Linked DNA regions of Mus musculus: regions 1 and 2 are each linked to region 3. The links are chromatin contacts, called in public HiCAR-type and HiChIP or PLAC-seq maps. All regions are on one chromosome and are shown on one strand. The core of a region is the stretch at or near the end of the contact, and the rest is flanking DNA. Distances in the headings are between cores, read along the strand shown. Region 1 has its middle 25 kb from the start of Gm40044. Region 2 has its middle 7.2 kb from the start of Gm35891. Region 3 overlaps Slc7a11 (solute carrier family 7 (cationic amino acid transporter, y+ system), member 11).

Region 1 (4,579 bases), core at 879-3,378, 770 kb after region 3:
GGGGAGAGGAGGGGAGGGGAGGGGAGGGGAGGGGAGGGGAGGGGAGGGGAAAGGAGAGGAAAGCAGGGCCCACAAACCCACCCACAGAACAACCAAAAGAAGGTACTTTTTAGCTGAGGCTCCTTCTTCCCAGGCAACCCTAGCTTGTATGGAGCTGGCAAAAACTAATCTCGCCCTAGTGTCCCTAGGAAATAGTAATTTAGAGCTGAGAAGTCACCAAGACTCTTTGGCCCGCCTAAAAGTCCACTCACGGCTTGCTGTTAGGGTCTCGCAAAGGAGGGGGAAAGGCTGGGCATGTTGTCTCAGGCCTTTAATCCCAGCACTTGGGAGGCAGAGGCAAGCGGATTTCTGAGTTCGAGGCCAGCCTGATCTACAGAGTGAGTTCCAGGACAGCCAGGGCTATACAGAGAAACCCTGTCTCAAAAAGAAAGAAAGAAAGAAAGAAAGAAAGAAAGAAAGAAAGAAAGAAAGAAAGAAAGAAAGAAAGAAAGAAAGAAAGAAAGAAAGAAAGAGAACAAAAAACAAACAAACAATAAATAAATAAAAAGAGACAGATAGAGAAAGCCTCACGTTTGAATGTCATATGAAACCCATTATTTCATGTATTAGAGTTTTTAAAATTAATAAAAAGATTCTTTACTTTTTTAATAATAAAACAGTGCTTCTCAAATATTTTAGAAAAGATAAATAATATCTCAATGTTACAGCACCAGTGTTGAACTCTGACACATAAACTTACCAAACTCTACTCTTGTACACACAGAAGTGGCGACAGCTGGGAAGAAACCCCTGCACAGAGGTCTTTACCTTCCAGCAGTCTCCACTGCTGGTTTCCCTGGCCAGGATGGGCCTCCTCTCAAGACTGGAGGGACATTTCACCTCATTTCACACTTGGAGACACAGAGAAAGATCCTTGTTCCAAGTTAGATCCATAAAAGCTGGGTCCCAGGGGGGAGCGTGCGGCAAGAGCAGGCTTGAAGACTTGAGGCCAGAGGCTCCTGGCTCGGTCCTCCGGATGAGATCATTGTAATCATTGTACTTCAGCTTTCCGGGGGTTGAGTCAACAACTCCCCCACACAGGTGAGGGGTAACAGGAAGCATTAGTATCCAGTCTGCTTCACTGATCGCTAGGACAGAAACTGAAAACCAGGCAGGGTGTCTCACATCTGTAACTCCAGTACCCAGGATGCTGAGGGAAGGGAATCCCTATACATTTAGGAGTAGCCTGAGCTACATAGGAAGACCCTGTATCAAAAGGAGAGAGAGAGAGAGAGAGAGAGAGAGAGAGAGAGAGAGAGAGAGAGAGAGAGAGAGAGAGAATCCAGTTGCATGCGGCTAGAGATGGCTCAGTGGTTAAGAGCACTTGCCTCTCTTGCAGAAGACACCCAGGTTTGATTCCCAGCACCCACCTTTTAGCAGCTAACAACTGTCTGTAACTCCAGCTTGAGGGGATCTGAGACCCTCTCCTGGCCTCCTCAGGCACTAGGCACACACGTGGTACACAAACGTGCACGTAGGCCAAACATTCGCACATATAAAATAAAAGTTCCCTGTAATTTAAAAAGTAATTCTTTTTCCATATAAAATAAATTCTGGGGATGGGGGTGGCTGGTGAGCTAGCTCAGCAGTACAGATCTTTCAGAGGACTCAGGGTCAGTTCCCCACACCTGTGTCAGGTGGTCCACAGCTGTCTAAAACACGAATGCACAGTCAGTCCACTTAGCATCTGGCTACAAGGGATCCAACACCTTCTAGACTCTCCAGGCACCTGCCCTTGTGTACACACACACACACACACACACACACACACATTAAAAATAAAGAAATAAATTCAGGAATTAGCACACCCAATCAGGATAGTGTTTCCACAAAGTCATCGGGACCCAGAACTCTTTGAGCTCAGTCTTTCTACTCTTCATCCTCGAGGCCCACGGCAGGTGATGAGCCTAGCTATTGCCTTTGTATTCACCTCAGAAGACATTGGAGAAAGGGACACTTCCAGAGAGCTGCCTATGCGTCTATTTATGTCTCACTGGCCAAAACTTACTCACATGTCTACCCCTCAAAGAAAGTAAGAATGTCTTCTATTATTTGGGTGACTCATCTAGCCAATGAGCAGGAAGAGAGTGAAATGTGGGGTGCGCCAGACTCTCCCAGCCATAGAGCATCACGCCAAAATGTGGAAACAGCAAAGCAAACCCCTGGGAAGCCAGCCGCCCAGCCTGTGTGAGTCACACAACTCGGTGACTCACTCCCGCCCCCAGAGCTTGTCAGTGCAGCTGAGTTTCTCAGCATCGTGAAACTTAAGAGATTGCTAAAATAGTCACCGCTCTGGATGGTGTGCTCCTGGATGCAAAGCATCTACTTAGCATTTAGCATGTTTCCTAAGTGTCCAAATTACATGTTTCACACAAAAATTACCGTCTCTGTCAAGCACTAAAGGTAAATGCTCTTTAACATCAACAGTTACTTCAGAGAGATTATTTCCGGCTCGGAGAAGAGCAGAACACTCCTCTGTATTGGGTTAGGCCTAAAGTTGCTTGTAGTCTAATGTTAATTGGGTCCCCCAAAACTGTTAGCACGAGAAAGTCCGCACTGAGGGACCCTCCCCCAGTTGATTCTGATTGGTTAAGATAGATGCCAGCAGCCAATAGCTGGGGAGAAGAGACATAGGCAGCAGTTTAGGTTTCCCAGGCTTGGGACCACGAGGAACTGGAGGAGGGGGACAAGAGCTGCCATCTCTCGGAAGAATGTTCAGGAGAGAGAGATAATATCCGCCATGAAGTAGAGAAGCAAGCAGAGGCCTGAGCTCTGGGCCAAGAGACCGTGGGCTGACCAATTGGAGTTAAGAGCAGCCAAGATGGAACACAGAAATTTGTAAGTAGCAACCCGAAGGAGGTAGATTCTAACAGCATAGAGGGTAGGCAGTTGCCCAGCTCTTGTGCTGCATAAGGCATATTTTAAAAATATAAGGCGGAGAGATGGCTCAGCGGTTAAGAGCACTGATTGCTCTTCTGAAGGTCCCGAGTTCAAATCGCAGCAACCACATGGTGGCTCACAGCCATCTGTAATGGGATCTGACGCCCTCTTCTGGTGTGTCTGAAGACAGCTAGAATGTACTTACATATAATAATAAATAAATCTTTGGGCCGGAGCGAGCGGAGCCAGAGCGAGCAAAGGTCCTGAGTTCGATTCCCATCAACCACGTGATGGCCCACAACCATCTGTACAGCTAAAGTGTACTCATATACATAAAGTAAATAAGTAAATCTTAATACACACACATATAGCTGTGTGTATCTTTCATTCGGGGACATAAATGGTCAAAGGCAGGAAGGAACCCCAAGCTGGGATTTATTAAGATTCCCACTACACTCTTCTTCACGGTCTTTCATTCTTTCCTGTGGATAAGATTCCTTCTCTGTGTACACAGCGGTTCTATAGTCAGAGAAACACCATGACTACCTTTCTAACTGCATCCCTGACCCACTAGTTAAGGGGTCACTCAGTCACAACCCACAGTAACTGAGGAGAGGGGTAATTAGGAAATCTGACTGCTGTCTGTCTGTCTGTCTATCTGTCTATCTGTCTGTCATCTCTCTTCAGTTACCAGGACAAGGCTTTATTCTGAGGTCTGGGCTGGCCTTACCTTCCAGCAACCCTCATGCCTGCTTTGGATTCACAGGGGCTGTGGTTACAGGTACACATGAAAACGCTCAGCTTGGAAATAGGTTTCTCCTGACCCCGGGGAAGAGGGGGCTGGGATTTCATTTTGTTGTTGTTGTAATTGTTATTGTGTGGGAGCTGTACTTATTGTTCTGAGACAGGATTTCATGTAGTTTATGCTGGCCTGAACCTCACAGTGGCTCTCCTTCCGCAGCTCCCAGGGGGGCTGGAAATGCCCGCTAGTGCCATGACACCCAGCTTTTGAAATAGCTCCTCACACCAGCTCCCTTCCACTTCCTCTCAGGCCCCGGCCTTCAGGTTAAATCACAGTACAAAAATTACATCATGACCTTTTTTTTTTTTTAACATTTCCAAACTCTGCTTTGTCGTTTGCATAGAAATCCAAAAATAAATGTAACCCACAAACAGTTTTCAGAACAGCCATCAAGTTCCGATCTGCTGATGCCATTAATTATAAGTGAGTCAGAGGCAGGAGGAGGTTCAACAGCGGAGCCTTTTTAAGGAAAATGGAATCCTTTTCGTTCCAGAAATTCTGTGGAGGAATTCCCCCCTGCATTTCTGACTGGTCATCTCCTGGGGAATTCTCTGTAACTGGAAATGATCCCGGAAAACCAGGAACAGCTGCATTGTAGGTACTGATGGCCTCTACAGTCCCCAGCTGCACCCAGCCCTCCACCGGGCCACCAGGGGGTCCCAGAGGGGAGGCTGGTCCAAGGCAAACATCATGGGGCCCTGGCTTCCATTTTCAGAGGGACTGTGTTAATCACCAGTAAAGCACACTGCGTTTTTTACAGAAAGGATATTACTGAAAACAATTAGTCTTGATTTTTTTTTTCTTTTTTGCTGCTTCTAACCAATAGCCAAAAGGTTGACAACCAATTTAAACATACCC
Region 2 (4,377 bases), core at 1,431-3,930, 700 kb after region 3:
CACAGACACTCTATTTCCAGGCATCTCATGGCCTCCTCTGACCTCCTCCAGTACATACATGGAGACAAAATGCTCATTGTTTAAGAGCAGTGAACACCCAGAGTTAGTGAAGTCCTCTGTAAGTGGACACAGCCATGTTAAGGACGTCACAATCTTGGGCTCAGAAGGACTGCAAAGCCTTCCATGAGGGACCAAGTGCTCATATTGACAGTGTGTGCATACAACGTCCAGCCAGCATGGCTCTCTCCCTGTGTTATGGCCTAGACTGTTCTCCTCAGAGACCACTCCTTCCCAGGCTAGCTACACCTGTCTCCTTGATCCAGTTGTAGACCACAGATCTAGCCTCCATGTTCATCTATACAGGGTGACCTGCTTCTTGTTCTTCTGTATGCAGTAACCTCACCTCTCTATTCAACTCTCTATAATAAACATGTTAAGCTTCTAAGGTGTGGTGATCTCTCTAACAGAGGTCTCAGTCCACCTGGTCCCTGCTTTCCTGTGTGTCCAGATGTCTGCTTTTCCTTCATTCCCTCGCTGTCCAGGTTCAAGTCCCAGGAGCCATGCTAGGATACAGCAACTTATACACATAAAACAGAAGTAAAAATTAAAAAGTATTAGAAGTAACTTGCCACAAGCTGGAGACGTGTCTCGTGGGTAAACTGCTTGCTGGACCAACACAAGGACCTGAGTCTGGATAGCTAGAACATACCTAAAAAGTATGAGGTGTGACGCACGTGCCTATGATCCTGGTGCTAGGATACAGATAGGCAGAAGGACCCCAGGGCTTCCTGGCCAGCCAACTGAGCCAGGTGGTAAGCTCCAAGTTAAGTGAGAAACCATGTCTCAAGAGGTAAGGTGAAGAACATCAGAACACCAATGATACTGACCTCTGGCCTCCACACATACACACACATGTGCACAAACACACAAGTACACCACACACACACACACACAAATGTCTTGACACATTCTTCTTTGAAAATCTTGCCTTGATTTCTTTGAAAAGCTCCCAATTTGTCCCCATTTGGAGAATGAAGTATGATGCTGGTTATCCTAGTTGTTCAAGTCACAACTATTGGGAGCCTCTCTCTGTACCGGAAGCATCCGCGTGGAACAAGCAGGCTTCACAATCCCACACCTCCACAATGTGGAAATGAGCATGTTCTCGCCATGTCAGGCCGGCAGCCAGGCGCATGCCACTCACTCGTCAGGCAGGCACTGACCCCACTCCATCACAGTCGGCATGCCAAGAGCTGGGCATGGCAGAGTGGAGGTGACATGCAGGACACCTGCCCTTCCGCTTCTGTGCCAAGCAATCAGTGAGGATTCAGCTGTGAGCCACCACCGCAGACATGTCAAAGGAGCCGTAACTCAGCCGCAAATTAAGTGTAGGTATGTTAGCTGGTCTGTTACAGGCTTTTCTATTTTCCTCGTCTCACATTTTGCAATTGATAAACAAAGAGTTCGCCAATAAGGTGCCAAAAAGAACATCATAATCAGGAAGTTTCAGTGATTTTGTTGTATGCCACTACTAATAAAAGGATTGATAATGGAAATAAACTGGGAGGTAGAGGAATGAATGGCAATATATATATATATATATATATATATATACATATATATACATATATATATATATATACACACATATACATCATATACATCATATACATCATATACATATACATCATATACATATACATCATATACATCATATACATCATATACATATACATCATATACATATGCATATACATATACATATACATACACGCACACATAGATTTTTCTGATAATGTTCCATTTCTTTTTTCTTTTCTTTCTTTTCTTTTTTTTTTCTTTTTTTGGGGTATGTGTGTGTGTGTGTGTGTATGTGTGTGTATGTGTGTGTGTATGATACAGTCCAGGCTGTCCTCAATCTCAAAATGTAGCCAGAAAGGGCTTTGATTTCCTAGTCCTCTTGCCTCTGACTCCTGGATGCTTGTATTATAGGTTGGCTCGTTTTAGCACTTATTTTAATGTTCATGAGTCCTGCTTCTCAGGTAATACCAAGGGGAAGTTAAGAAGCAGAATCAAAATAAAAATAAATGTATCTCTGTCCCACCAACACATTATTGTCACACTGTCCAACAGGCAAATGTGTTTTAAATGAAAGATATTAGTCACTAGTTTTCCCTTAACATCTCTTCCAAGTGAAGGAGGTTTTTGGGAAGCTTGTCTTTCTAGCCTGTACATTCTGTCTCGGGCAATCAATGAGAAAACATTTTTTTGACAAGTCAAATGTCCATGATTAAGAGGAGAAACAGCCCTCTCTCTGCAGAATATATGACTTACTCCTTCTCGGTCCCTGAAGGTATCAGTCTGCGTTTCACTGCAGACGCAGCCCTGTGTCTTGGTCAGTGCACACATTAAAGGCTCCATCATCCTCTGCTACTTAAGAGAGAGATTTAACATTAGCTCGTGTTAGATGTAAAGGAACAACCTTCTCCATTGAAAGAGAAATTTTATTTCTCAGGGAGAAAAAATACTGCATGCAGTCACTCCGGTGCATTATGAACCTGCTACTGCGTGTGGAATTTATGGTCGAGGTCTCTTCTCTTTGGCAAGGATTCTTCACCTCTAAAGGCAGAATTAAAGATCTCAAAGCTGCCCCAAAAAAAGTTCCACGGACCTTTAGTGCCATCTAGTGCTCAAAGTCTGTCATGCCTCACCAATGGCTTCCTCTAGGAATTTGAAGAGATGGAGGCCCTGGCAGGGAAAACTCTGAGAGTTCTAAGTGGGCTTGGCAGTAAACAGCATTGGCCCACACCAGAACTGTTGTGCCTGAAAACAGTGTCCTGGATACATGACATTTCCACACTGGCTCCCATAAAGAGCTGCTACTGGATCTCATGGCTGCCCCCTGCTTAGTCATCTGCTGGAAGCAAGCTATCTAGAGTGGATGGTGTGTGTGTGTGTGTGTGTGTGTGTGTGTGTGTGTGTGTGTGTGTGTGTTGCATACACAAGAGGAGCCTGAAAATGTTCCATGCTGAGAGCCCTACACCATTCCAAGTGGCATCAGGAAGGGACACATGCAAAATCACCCCACATGACTTCTACATTTAGATCCTGGGGTCAATATCCTGCACTAGAGAGGCCTTCCTCCTCTGTACTCTGGTTATAAACAGAAGCCAGATGTAGGCTACATGAAAGTGAGGTTAATGGGTCTTTCTAAGGGCACCATGGACAGCAGCTTCTGTGGTTGGTGGCATGTGATCTAGATACTGCTACAGAGGTAGCATCTCTGTGTCATCGCTACTTGCCAAAAGCAGAGGAACAAAGCTGTCAGAGGCTTGAGGATTTAATCTATAACTTCCCTTCCTTTCCTACCAACCTCTGTTCTAGCTGCTGTCATTTTAAGAATCAGGTTTAAATGCTATGTCCCAAACCTGTGGCACTGTGGAATGGAGGTGTAAGTTATAAGGGGTTGGGCAGGAGGTTAGGTCACTGGGCACATGCCCTTGCAGATACTATTAGGACCCTGTGCTCTCTCCTTCTTGTTTCCAGGCTGGCGTGAGGCAGCCTGACCTCCTGTATCATGTGATCCCACCATGGCACGGTGTGAGGACACAAGCCCAAAACAAAAGTGACCATGGATGGAAAGCATGCCCACAAGTCAACCCTTTTCCTTAGACATCCTTTTGTCGTCTTCTTCTTCTTCTTCTTCTTCTTCTTCTTCTTCTTCTTCTTCTTCTTCTTCTTCTTCTTCTTCCTTTTTTTTTTTTTTTTTTTTTGAGACAGGGTTTCTCTGTATAGCCCTGGCTGTCCTGGAACTCACTTTGTAGACCAGGCTAGTCTCGAACTCAGAAATCTGCCTGCCTGCCTCTGCCTCCCAAGTGCTGGGATTAAAGGCATGCGCCAACACTGCCCTGCTCCTTTTGTCTTCTTATACAGTATCTAAAAGCTGGCTAACACTTTGTCCCTAAACTTTAAGGGGAAGGTCAGATGGGAACAGATGGGAAGATGGTACATCAGTCTTTTGTATCTGTGAGGAAGAGAGTTGGCGATGATGGGAAACCATTGTTGGCATTGCAAGGTTCAGAACACCCAGGATATAAAACTCAAGCCACGGGTATCTTGGAGACGCTCTCAGGATCAGGCCAGCAGCTGAGTGTGGTCACAAGTACCTCCCCTACTTCCTTCGGTGCAAAGACAGCGCATCCAGCAGTCATGGCTCTCTTTCATTCTGTGCCCTATTTTTAAATATCTCTTGGTTATTTTCTGATATGAGTAGAGGATATTAAAGTAAAAGGTAGGTAGAACAGATATTCACTACTATAATCCCCTATTTCATCTCCTAACAGAATGTGTGTGACTCCTCATCAGAAGGACTGTGGC
Region 3 (4,354 bases), core at 720-3,219:
ATAAGCAAACATATAAGTAACACCCCAAACTGAATAAACCATATGAATTAAGGAATATGCCAGGTTTTGTGTGTCAGAGATAGCCAGTTGCTTCTTAATAGTTGATGAACTGGTCTTTCTCAACAGCCCTAATGCAAGAAGGGAACTGTCTGTAGAAAGAATATGACTTCAAGTATTTTCTCATGTCCCTAAAGAATACAGGAAAGGATAGTGCCTGGGTACAGTTTGGGGAGAAGAGGATGAAAATGGATCATTTCAGTGCAAAAGTTCACCCACTGTAGGAAATACATCTTGATGCCTGTCCAGTCTCTAGTAAGTAGGCCCACTGTATTCTCTCTCCCCTGGCTTAGTCCTCAAGGTCCCTGGTAACTGCTCACGAGGTCTATTGTCCAACGTTCTCTATGACTCTGCATAAGTATGATGGTTGGCCCTGCACTGTAATTGCCAACCTTGTACATGACTTTTCAAAGGAAACAGATTCTTTAGGTGAGTTGAAACAAAGGCGTACAATAATCCTGGCTGATGCTTCAGGGAGACGAAATCCATTGAGGATCCGATTAAAGAGGGCGACAAAAGACACTGAAAACCAATTTTCTATCACACAGTGAAAAGAGAGGGAAAAAAAAATCTCAACACGCTATGCTTAGCTTTGGACCCAGAGATAGGACTGAAATTGGTTGACTCCCCAAGGCCACAGGCTGACTGGCAGATGGATTCCTCTGAATACGGACATTGGCAATAATATTAAAGTTGTGCTCGCCTGACTCTGTGACCTGACTGAGTTAATGACTTCTTTTCCCCTAATCATGTTTCTGTGGAGGGGGTTTTCATCATTCTGGATAGGTTCTGTGCTCCTCAGAGCCAAGACTTTACTCCATCCAGGATCCCCGAGGGTTGGTAGAATCTTTTTCCTATTCTGCCTTGCAGCTGGAGGTGACTGCTCTAACAGCAAGGTATCCAAGACAACAGTTGGCTAACATGCTACCTGTCTAAACAGTTAGCAGTCTGGCTAGAAATTTCTCATCATAACTGACTTGCTTTTCTCTCATTACAATGTCTACACATATTTTTAGTCAAATATTGTTCTACAGCAATAAAAGGAGTGGTAACCACTTAACATCCCGATTTACATCTGCAAGCCAGTTTTGCAATCATATGGTAAAAGATGGAGAATTCAGGCAGCAAAGGTTGTTCTTATCATGCCTCTGTCTATGAAACTCAGTTTAGACTCCCCTTGGATCCTTTTCCATGGAAATATCTGCACCTCTGCATTGCTAAGCCTACAGGCTCTTCCTTCTTATTCTGATTCTATTCTTTTTTTCTTCTAAGACTGAGAGCCATAAATTAACAACCAGGTCCTCTCCCCTCTTCACACAGCAGCACTGAGCCAGCAAACAAACCATTACAGCTAAATACTTCCTTATTATCCTTAAGCTAAGCCATTTGGGTCCGATAGCATCCTCATTTAAAATCCTAGATTTACTTCCCAACACTGCGACTGAACCCCCAAGAACACAAAGAAACTGATGGTTCCTGGCTCTCCAAACTGTGGTCGAAACACAAGGACTGTGTAGACAAAAGTATAAATAAAGTTTTCTGTAAACTTCTATTACCGTTGGAAGTGATTGCACTTTGGACTTGGCATGGGTGAAATGCAATATTAATAAGAAGCCAAGATGAAAAGAGTCTTTATCCACAAAAAAAAAAAAAAAATCCACAGAAGAAAATTGGCTATACACGAAGCAGGTGACCTGAATATCCAGTGCTGGGAGGTGGAGGAGTGGGGGTAGAAATGTTTTAAGATTCTGTGGGAACAAATGCAGGGTGCTCACAGGCAAAAGAGACTCCATTGAACAGAATTAATCAAATCTGCCGTGTGAAGATCACCATGCTCCACATTCTTGAAAGAGTATAACAGGCTCCCAGCACCCAGCAGGAGCTGAAAGCGCTTGTCCCCTCCCCTGCTTTGCTCTGGGGCTCCCAAGGACCCTCACAGTGGCTTGGCTGCTGCCCCAGGGCATGGAGCCCTGATCCAGGCTCAATAGACATAGAAGAGTTGATTCTGCTTCTAACACTGTGATCACACTCGCTTCTTTTCTCTCCTTAGCACTGCATTGTGCTTTGGACAAAAGTGAAAAGACTTCAAAAACACTGAGATTCAAAACTGAAAGCATGCATACAAATGGCTGCAAAATGTCTTCTATGGGGATACAAATATTATATGCTGATCTTATGTTGTAACCTAACAGCCTTCAAACATTTTTTGCTTCAAAACTATGCTAAGCCCACGTGGCTGGGCTCTGTGGAGTTTCTTCTAATGTCATATTTTCACAATTTGTGAGATTAATAGGGTACATACTGCTTATTTTTAATGCATTTTATAATATCTGGAAGGTAATACAAAATAATGAAGGGGGAGAAAATTTTATTTGTGTTGTAAATATTTACATAACTCTTGAGATAGCAACGTTTCTTGCTGGCATTCTTCAGGCTCACACAGGGTTATCACAGCTTTAATTACTGGTTTTATTAAGATGCGAAAAGAGCTACTACACATTATTTGCTCCAAAACAATGAAAATTAATCTTTCTGAAATGATTCTGATGTTATATCTAGTGGGCTTTCAGGATATAGTAGTTTCAACTACAGCTTAAAAGGTCAATAAGTAGTTACAGAAAGTTTCTCTCTGATATTTGATTACTGTGACTCATGCTCCTCAACAAAATACTACTATATCACTACAGGAGGATCACAGGCAGACAGGCACAAGGGACAAAGAGTTACTTCTGGTATCATAGTGCCAATTATATTTGCTACCCATTTTTTTGTTTTCAACTGCTGAAAACATCTTAATGAAACAAATAAAGGGCGAGACTATGTTGCATACGACTTGACCACTTAACTTTTATTATTGTGATTTCTCCTTTCCTAGCTTAATCATATGGGCCATATTAATCTCCTGAGACCATCTCACTTCTTCCTATGAATTGTTTCTTCCTCATGACCGAGTAGAAAACAATCATCAACTTCTATTTATGAATCTCTTTAGTACTCTACCACAAAGGCTGTCTGACAGGTAAGTACTAATCCACGTACCCTATGGTACTTACTATACTGTTCCCACTGATGAGTAGCGAAAAGTAATTTATAATGACCATTAAACCCCAGCATTTGTTTGTTCATTCTTATGACACTGGACTAAGTCTAATAGCATCCTTAACTATTTGAGGGCCTCAGATATTGATGCCATAAGCTTCAGGCTTTGCCACACTGAAGGAAACGGAAAGAATTTCTTTCTGTTATCCTTCCATCTCTCCTTCATGCTTCTCTTTCTTCTCTTCCGAGGTAAGCTGCAGAAACTAGAACCTGTCTTCCCCTAAGTGGCTCATAGAAGCCAGAAGTGATCTCCAGCAAAGCCAACAGAACAACCTAGAAATATATCTCCCACATTCTCTGCCTTCTTGTGGAAGGTAGCTGCACAGTTCTCTGCTATACCTTGTCTCACAATACATCATGAGATTCTCAGGTGAGAGAGGATCTATCCTATTGCCAGGAGGAAGAAACGTTACACAGAGAAACCAAGGGGAGTCCAAGTAGACAGAGCTCACTTAGTTTCCTCCAGTCTATTTCTGATGCATTATGCTCTTTGGCAGGAAAAATAAATTTATTAGCTTTATAGGTCTTCATTTCTGAGAATTCTGTGTTACTTGAAACTTTGACGAAATAATTTTTGTGTACATGACATAATGAAAATTTAGTGAGGGAAGAAATGTGTGATATGACACTTCTATGATTAAAAAAAAGGTGAACAAGACAAAAGGCAAATGAAGATATTCAATACAAGTATCTGGACATATCAACTTACCAGCCAGCATATGCATACATCCCATAATAAAAAGCCAAGGGCAACCCCATTAGACTTGTGTCTCTTCCTGAAAATGCATCTTTAAAGTGATGTGTTTGCCCTGCAATTAGAATGGGAGGATTTTTAGAAAGTGACAAAGAATTGGTTATTTATTCCAACCCTATACTTGGTTGAGAGCCGAGCTAGCCTGTTCTGACTCTGTTCATGGTCAACTCTAGCTATTGATACTGTACTCAATCTAGGGCAGGACTCCCAAGCACACACTTGTTGTCACCTAGACCATTTGAAAATTCTTTTGTGGATGACCAGAAGGATTAAAGTGGCAATTCCATTTCTCTTGCTTGGGTGCCCTCCGTTTTAACCATGAAACTGAATTTTTTTTAAGAGTTTGACAGAATTCATAGACAATAACGTATGACCTGGTGAAAGATGAAAAGAAGTGTCAGAGCCTACCTTGAGTGAGGAGACATCCAGAAACTCCTGCACTAC

The links. HiCAR-type assays count read pairs that join an accessible place to other places. HiChIP or PLAC-seq counts read pairs in DNA pulled down with a chosen protein or histone mark.
Region 1: a contact with region 3 is called in a HiCAR-type map of astrocytes, with 2.8 times the contacts expected there. The contact joins two enhancer-like sites. A contact is called at or near these places in 2 of 484 Hi-C or Micro-C datasets (bone marrow-derived macrophages and macrophages) and 4 of 115 datasets of contacts at active chromatin or transcription factors (astrocytes, bone marrow-derived macrophages, pancreatic cancer cells and 1 more).
Region 2: an H3K27ac HiChIP or PLAC-seq map of neural progenitor cells shows a contact between it and region 3, with 10 times the contacts expected there. The contact joins two enhancer-like sites. A contact is called at or near these places in 3 of 484 Hi-C or Micro-C datasets (Th1 cells, bone marrow-derived macrophages and uterus), 7 of 115 datasets of contacts at active chromatin or transcription factors (acute myeloid leukemia, astrocytes, embryonic fibroblasts and 3 more) and 1 of 9 other capture datasets (embryonic stem cells).

Annotation. Positions count from the first base shown.
Region 1 is chr3:51,193,298-51,197,876 of GRCm38.p6, forward strand. No RefSeq gene overlaps it. Among named protein-coding and RNA genes, the nearest start is that of Gm40044, 25 kb to the right of the region's middle. Within about 2 kb of position 2,129, at least 193 of the 459 cell types and tissues checked have an H3K27ac peak or open chromatin away from gene starts, as enhancers often do. A contact at or near this core is called in astrocytes, where this site is marked.
Region 2 is chr3:51,119,506-51,123,882 of GRCm38.p6, forward strand. No RefSeq gene overlaps it. Among named protein-coding and RNA genes, the nearest start is that of Gm35891, 7.2 kb to the right of the region's middle. Within about 2 kb of position 2,681, at least 32 of the 459 cell types and tissues checked have an H3K27ac peak or open chromatin away from gene starts, as enhancers often do. A contact at or near this core is called in neural progenitor cells, where this site is marked.
Region 3 is chr3:50,420,177-50,424,530 of GRCm38.p6, forward strand. It overlaps Slc7a11 (solute carrier family 7 (cationic amino acid transporter, y+ system), member 11), which reads right to left. Exons shown (of 12, transcript NM_011990.2): 5 at 3,866-3,965. Among named protein-coding and RNA genes, the nearest start is that of Slc7a11, 21 kb to the right of the region's middle. Within about 2 kb of position 1,970, at least 40 of the 459 cell types and tissues checked have an H3K27ac peak or open chromatin away from gene starts, as enhancers often do. A contact at or near this core is called in astrocytes and neural progenitor cells, where this site is marked.